2 separate regions of the Sus scrofa genome follow, and region 1 is linked to region 2. The links are chromatin contacts, called in public Hi-C maps. All regions are on one chromosome and are shown on one strand. The core of a region is the stretch at or near the end of the contact, and the rest is flanking DNA. Distances in the headings are between cores, read along the strand shown. Region 1 holds the start of HDAC11 (histone deacetylase 11). Region 2 holds the start of CHCHD4 (coiled-coil-helix-coiled-coil-helix domain containing 4).

Region 1 (3,353 bases), core at 724-3,223, 460 kb after region 2:
TGGGGTTTGTTCTAGACTGGTTAAAAAGGGAGATGCTCTGACGTATTAAAGTTGGACAAGCTCCAAAGTGAAACTTTCCCCATGGTGTAATCAGGATTGTGTGATTTAAAGATACTCAATACTTCACCCTATGCAGGTAGCACTTCAGGTAACATTTCCTACCTCCTTCAGTTAAAGAAACCTCAATACAGGGAGCTAGAATAGTCTTTTCACCAGAGTACTATGACGCCTGAACTGTCTCCACCTTAACCAGACACCTGGATTACAAATCGCAGTTTGAAGAGTGAAGGGGAGGCGTCTGGAGCTCTGATTTCCAGACTCCATTCTCCCACTTAAGAGCTGTGTGTCTTTGGGCACGTTTTCTAACCTTCCTAGGCCCCAGTTTTCTCCACTTGTAATCAGTGGGGTCAGAGCAAAGGTGGTCCACCTCCTGGACTCTAGGAGCCTGTGGGTTACTGACAGTGCATTCCTCCAAATGGCAGCTTCCCTGGGCCCATGGTAAACAGCTTTCCCGCTACTGGGCCTCCAGGGGCAGAGACTGGCTTCAGGCCCCCAGCCATAGGGAGCCAGTGCAGGTGTGATACAGGGGCATAGCCTGCTTAGAAATTGGTGTTGGAAACATCCTTTTGACAGCACAGGTGGGAGGCAGCCTGAGGGCTGACATTGCAGGTGGGAGGCTTGGAAGCCGGTGTTTGGGAAAGACGGCGGGGGGTGGGGGGGTGGCAGGTGGGTTGGAGGAAGCAGATGCAGGGTGCAAGTGGGGCCTTCCATACCTTTGAGGAAGCTGATCACTTTGCCCCATTTTCCTGCATCAAAGGGGTGCAGCTTTTCCAGGCCCATGAAGGTTATGTTGTAGCGCGGTGAGTACACAATGGGCCAGCGCGTCTCCGGCACATGCTGGTACAGCTGGGTTGTGTGTGGCCTTCCATGAGCAGAGAGACAGACACACACAGACAGGGACAATCTCAGTGTGGGAAACTGCCTCCCCTTCTGCACCAGCAGGCTCTGATTGAACAGACAGTCCTGATCCAGTCCCGCAGCTCCCTCAGCGGCAGAAAAAGGGCCACTTAGCAACAGCAGCAACAATAATAATAGAGCTCCTCCCTGAGCTTGCGCACTCTCCAGCCCAGTCCTCGCAGCCGCCCCTGTAGTATGTAGGCACCACCATCCCAGCAGAGGCGGGAGAGGGGACCAGGTGTGTCCAAGATCACACAGGGCCTGTGGAGCAGCGGATGTGCACCCAGGTGTGTCTGGCTATAAGGCCTCAGAGCCTCACCTCTACACGATAACAAAACAGCCAACAGCTGTGTGGCTTTAGGCCTCGCTTTCCTCAACTGTAAAATGTGTGGCTGTAGGGAGGCTTGAGATAATGCGTCTAACGACCGAGCACAGAAAGCGCCCTATATCTGAGAGCTGGTGGTGGCAGTTCCAAGAAACAGCAGGTCGCGGCTCCCGCTGGCTGCGGCCCAACCCAGAGCTAGGAATGGGGGTCACTTCGGCCCCGCCGCGCAGCTCACCCCCACCAGACACACACCTCCCCGGCCGCTGCGACACAGGGAAAAGAAACCCTGCTGCCACTGCGGGGGCCTCCGCACAGCCAGTGGAGCCCGAGGGCAGACGTCAGACCCGCGCGCGTCGCGGGCCGGCGCCGGTTCCAGAGGCCGCAGATTAGTGGCGCGGGGCTGGCCCTACATGCGGGGCCGGCCTGAGCACACGCGGCCCGAGCGGTAGCCCTCCATACCTGGGCCCGACTTGGCGGGCTCTCCCAGCCGCCTGCGCATTGGTACTCCCACCCAGAGGAACCCTTGGGAACCCTCAGGGCTTGGCCCAGCGCCCCACCCCGCGACCCCACCCCCGCCACACTCACATCCCGGGACCTGGCCCTCCCTGCGCGGCCACTGCTCCTCAACCGGGCGGGGCGGGGCCGCCGGGGCCGCCCCGCCCAGGACACGCCCCCGGCCTCGGCCGCCTCCGCTAGGGGCGGTGCTCCGAAGGCTTGGCTCCGCCCCGCCCCCACCCGCGCTGCGTCACAGAGGGCTGGAGTCCCGCGCGGAGCTCTTGGGGGGAAACAGCCACGCCCCCAACTCCCATCAAGCGCGAAATTCCGCCTTCCGGGGACAAATATCCAGTGGGATCGCGCCTGGCTCATAAGCCACGCCCCTTAGGGGGAGGGCAGCTCGTCACAGTTGGAATGGAAAGCATGGTCCCGGCCCTGGGGAGGGGCCACGTTATGCCCCGCCTTGGGCCGCTCGTCCTTTCTGCGCTGTGTGAAAGCTGGAAGATCCTAAGAGATAGAAATGCCAGGCTTCCTAGCAGAGCTGTGTGACCTTGGTCAAGCGTCTGCGCTCTGGGGTCTCTGTTTCCACGAGTAAAATGGGAGCGTGGGGGCCGTGTGTTCTGGCCCTGACATCTCTGACTTAATGAGATCCACGACCTCTCTGACTTGAGGAACATCCCCTCGCAACTCCCCAGCCCCATCCTTGGTAGTTCTGACAAGCGACAAGCGCTCGCTCCCCACGTAGTCACTTAGGCTCCCTAAGCCTCAGTGTCCTTATCGGTAGAACCAGGCTGGTGATCCAGTCTTCAGAGTACAGTTGTTTATCTGCACACCCCCCCTCCCCCACCTCGGGAAGCCAAGACAAGCCCCGCTGACAGCTGAGAGTGTCTTGGGGGTGGACACTGGTAGGAGCGCCAACAATTGAGCCCCAGAGGACAGAGACAACGGGCTTCTCTGTTGGCCCAGCTGCCCCGCCCATCAAACAGAAGCAGCTGACCCCAGGGCTGCCCGGAGCAGGGCAGCTGGGATCCCTAGTGGCTCCGTGAGAGCGTCGGTGTGACAGGGTGCAGCACTGTAAGGAAAGGGCCCAGGCATTTGAACAGTGCCCTCCACGTGCCCGTCCCTTGATTACATGATGATACTAGATTCTCACAACCTAATACCTCCAGAGGGTACCATCATCACCCCACTTTCATCAGGAGGTAACTGAGGTTGAGGTCTGGGTTAAAACCAGACTCCCGCCCTTGCTGTGGCCTTAAGCCACTGGCTTTGGCTTTCTGACCCTTAATTTTGTGTCTGAAAACGAAGTCATGGCTACCCCTTCACCCCGTGGGGAAGTTGAGAGAATCAAAAGAGATGATCATGCTGATTATTATTTAAACAACATGTAGTGTGTGCTAGGTTCAATTCTAAAAGCTTTGTGCTCATTTGATCCTTACTGCAACCCTGAGAAACTGGTTATCCCCATTTTACCGATGAGGAAACTGGGGCACAGAATGAAGTCATTTGCCCAAAGGTCAGGAATGTGAATAGATAAACTATAGCCACAGAAAGAAAAAGTTAATATTGAATAATA
Region 2 (3,662 bases), core at 763-3,262:
AAAATCACCCGCTGTGTACCCCTGGGTAAGCTGCTCCACCTCTCTGCTCTGGTTTGCTCATTTGGAATGGAGATGGTAACCGTATCAACGGACGGCTGTTTCAGTGAAGAAGAATTCTGCTGCCTCCCTGCTCCACCCCACCATCTTCCTTCTTCCTCACATGGCTTGATGCCCCCAAATGTGGACCGCATTGCTGGGTGAATCAACAAAGACTTGGCAGCAGAGGATACCCACATTCATTTACATTCCTTGACAAAGGTCAGGATACCAACATACCCAAGATGGTCTCTGTCCACTAGGACTGTGCGGATAAACTCTACTTTTTTTTTTTTTTTTTAATGTATTAAGTACGAACCTATAGTGCATTAAGTGTGTTAAGCATGGTTTTCCTTTAAATTTCAGGTTAACTGATCCTATGAGGAAACATAAACCTCAAGAGATTAAGACCACTTGTCAGCCCGACTCCAAAGCCTGCTACGCTCACCCAAGATGTAGCCTGCCAGGCTGGCTCTGCAACCCTGGGCAGGGCCTTTCTCTGCTGGGAAAGTTCCCTATCTGTAAAGTGGTCATTATGGAGGGGGGGCTGGCGGTCTCCTGACTGCGCTCTGCCGAGGGAAGACCCTGGGTCTCCCGGACCACCTCTGAGGCTTTTCTAGGTGCTTTTTCAAAGGCTTCTTGGCCTCCCAGACAATGCAAACTCAGGCAAAGTGTGCTGGGGCTGTGGGTGAGGCAAACCCTGGCTTCTCAGGGGGTGTGGAAGGCAGAGAGGACCTTGGGGACAGAGGAAGGGCCTGTTAAGAGGGTGTGAAAGGCCAAGAGAGAGAGTGGTTAGGACATGCCACCAAAGCAGGAGGGAGGGAGTGCCTCAGCTGGCTGGGCTCCGAGCTGGCACCAGAGGCACTTTTGCAGAAGACAGGAACATGAGTCACCAGCTTCTCCCACACCCAGCACCCTGTTGGCAGGTGCCCCTCGGTTTGTTGAATGAATGTGGGGCTTAAATAGAAAGGTTCCTCAGAAAAGCAGGGAGAAAAGCAGCTGCCTTTCCAAGGGCACCGCCCTCAGCCAGGGCCTTTCCAACCAAGCCAAAGCCAGGAAGACGAGGGGCCAGCAGTAGGGAAATGCTCCCTCTCCCAGTCATGCTAACTCCTCTGCTCCAAACTAGTCTGCCCCTCTGCACAACATCAGAGCCTTGGTTTACATACTCCCTGGAGCGGGGACCTCAGTGCCTGCTAGGACAGTGCGTTTCTGGACAGCTTCACCAGGGCGATATCTGCCTCCCCACACACCCCATGGGGGACTCCTGTCTGAAGTCCCGTCCAACTCTCAAGTCCGCAAATGTGAGAATCCCAAAGGCGCAGGCGGGAACCGAGAAGGAAAGAAGGAGCTGCGCGGAGGCGCCGCACATAAGCGGACCCGGAGACAGAGCCACACCTCCAGAGGTTGCGTCTCTACCACCACGCGCCCCCGAGGAGGACGTGGACCACCGGGTGCTGACCGCACGTACGGACGACCTGGCTGCCCTGCCGGAAGGAGCGGACCCGGGAGCGAGAGGGAGGAAGGGCCGGCTGCACGGAGGCGGTTAGCCGCACAAGGGGCTACGGCGGGCGGCCGGGAGAGTGGACGAGGCAGCCTGGGTGTGGCCGGCGAAGCCGGGGACACTCACGTTCGCAGCCATGGCAGGATCCGGTCACCGCCCGCCTCACTCGGCTCAGCAAGAAAACGGACTTACGGCTGCACCACGGAATCCCGCCACCTCTCGACAGCCAGATGGCGGCCAAAAGGCGCGGGAAGCCCGGAGCCCTAGGATGCGCTACAGAGCAACGCCCCGCAAGCCGCGGTTTTTCTGCTCTCGCCCGCCGCGCCTCCTCCTGGGAAACGTAGTCTGGTGCCCTCTCCGGAAGTTGCAACCTACCCGGTACCTCACTGGTGCACCTGCGCATTGCAGGTCATTCTGGGAATTGCAGTTCCTTCTGTCTAGGGAGTTGCTCGGCGGCGCGCGGCCTGCTGGGAAATGTAGTTCCCGGTTGAGAAGGCCGGGCTAGGAGCTCCGAGGCAGGCGCGCGGAGGGCAGGCCTGGAGGGGGCGGGTCCGCACGGGCCTCCCAGCCGCCCGCCTCGCCGGGGAGAGGTCACGGCGTGAGGCAGCCACCGCGATCACCGCGAGGTTGGAGCGCCGGGCTGCACTATGGCCTACTGCCGGCAGGAAGGTAGGAGGGCGGGGTACCTAGAGACGGCCTACGAGGGCCTGCAGGGAACAGGCGGATTGTGCGGCCCCCGCGCCCCACCACTGGTGCGGAAGATAGTCCTCGGACCCTTGCGTCGGGTCTCCATCCCCGCTTTACAGATGGGCAGCGGGGAGAAGCGAGGCGGTCCAAGGTCACCGTGAGGCTCGAACCCGGACGTCTGAGGGACCACCACGTGAGAGAGCTCTTAAATTAGGCCTGGGGGTCGGAGGAGTGCGAGCGCGCTGCCGCTGGCTCCTAACGGAGAGTTTATAGGTATTAATTGTTACTATGGCGCTTACCCACACCACGTGTTCCGGTTTGCGCCGCCCGTCAACAGTCCTGGAAAGTCGCCCTCGGCGTGCTCTGTGCTGCGGCGTGGAGTACCGCCCGAGGGGACCGGTCAGGCGCTGGTGCGCCCTAAGCCAGGCCCTGTTCATTTCCCGAGAGTAAACAGCGACCCAGAGGTGACTAGGCTAATGCCATGATGCCGGCAAGTCCGGAAGCTGGGGTTGGACCCCCGCGGTCTGATTCCAGAGCTGCCCAGCCTGGTGACCAGTGGATTCCAGGGAGCCTTCCGTTGGGAAGACAACCCCCCAAAAAAACAAAACTAAATAGGTTTCTGTCTATGGTCTCTCTCCTTGTTACCTCTCCTGGAACCCCAGAAGTCTCCAGGCCAGGGGTTCGAGGGCCTCCGCGCACAACCGCTAACTGGCTCTTTGTCCCTGAGCTGTCACCCAGCCCCTCCAAGGCCCAGTGTTCAGTCTTGTAAAATGAGAAGTAGGCCTTCCTTCCTTCTCCACATATTCATGAAGCACCTTTTTAGTGCCAGGTGAGGGTGATGGTGAACACCTGAGACTTTAAAGCTCCAGAGAGAGCTGGAACTCTCCCTGAAATTCTTTAATGAATAGTCTAGCTCCCTCAGGTCATTGAGGGACCCTTAAGCCCAGAGATGGAGGTGATCTACCCAAGGTCATGCTTAGGTAGGAAAACAGCTCAATCTAAAATGCTAGGCCTTTCCCCCAGTACCCCATTCTGCTTCCAGAACCCTCCTTCCCTGGGTCATAAAGTCATAATACTCACGATGTCTCTAATGAGTGCTATTTTAATTGATTGATATTTAACTCTGCCTTGAGCAAAAGTCCTCTGCCCTCACCGCTTTGTTAGAGAGTAGGTCTCTTGTTTTTTATTGCCTTCTGAGTCTACTTTACTTCATCATTTAGCAATTTTTTTTTTTGAGCCTTGTGGGCTTAATGAGGCCATGCAGATAAACAGACCCTCCTTGTCCCTGAGGATTTCTGGAAGTCCAAGGCAGGTGTTTATCTACCACCAAATGGTAGGTCATATCTTTTCCTGGGTCAAAGATCTCTCTTAGTATTGGGGGTGAGAACTGAAAGCATTCATTTTTAGGCCTTCCCTAGTTTTTAATATTATCCATGCC

The links. A called contact is a pair of places that touch in the nucleus more often than the background predicts.
Region 1: a Hi-C map of liver shows a contact between it and region 2, with 3 times the contacts expected there. The contact joins the promoter of HDAC11 here to the promoter of CHCHD4 in region 2. A contact is called at or near these places in 2 of 47 Hi-C or Micro-C datasets (heart right ventricle and liver) and 1 of 2 datasets of contacts at active chromatin or transcription factors (alveolar macrophages).

The regions. Positions count from the first base shown.
Region 1 is chr13:70,877,890-70,881,242 of Sscrofa11.1, forward strand. It overlaps HDAC11 (histone deacetylase 11), which reads right to left and starts at 1,974. Exons shown (of 10, transcript XM_021069384.1): 1 at 1,868-1,974; 2 at 774-922. The coding sequence starts at 1,869.
Region 2 is chr13:70,415,314-70,418,975 of Sscrofa11.1, forward strand. It overlaps CHCHD4 (coiled-coil-helix-coiled-coil-helix domain containing 4), which reads left to right and starts at 2,013. Exons shown (of 3, transcript NM_001243499.1): 1 at 2,013-2,206. The coding sequence starts at 2,185. It overlaps TMEM43 (transmembrane protein 43), which reads right to left and starts at 1,900. Exons shown (of 12, transcript XM_021069380.1): 1 at 1,664-1,900. The coding sequence starts at 1,675.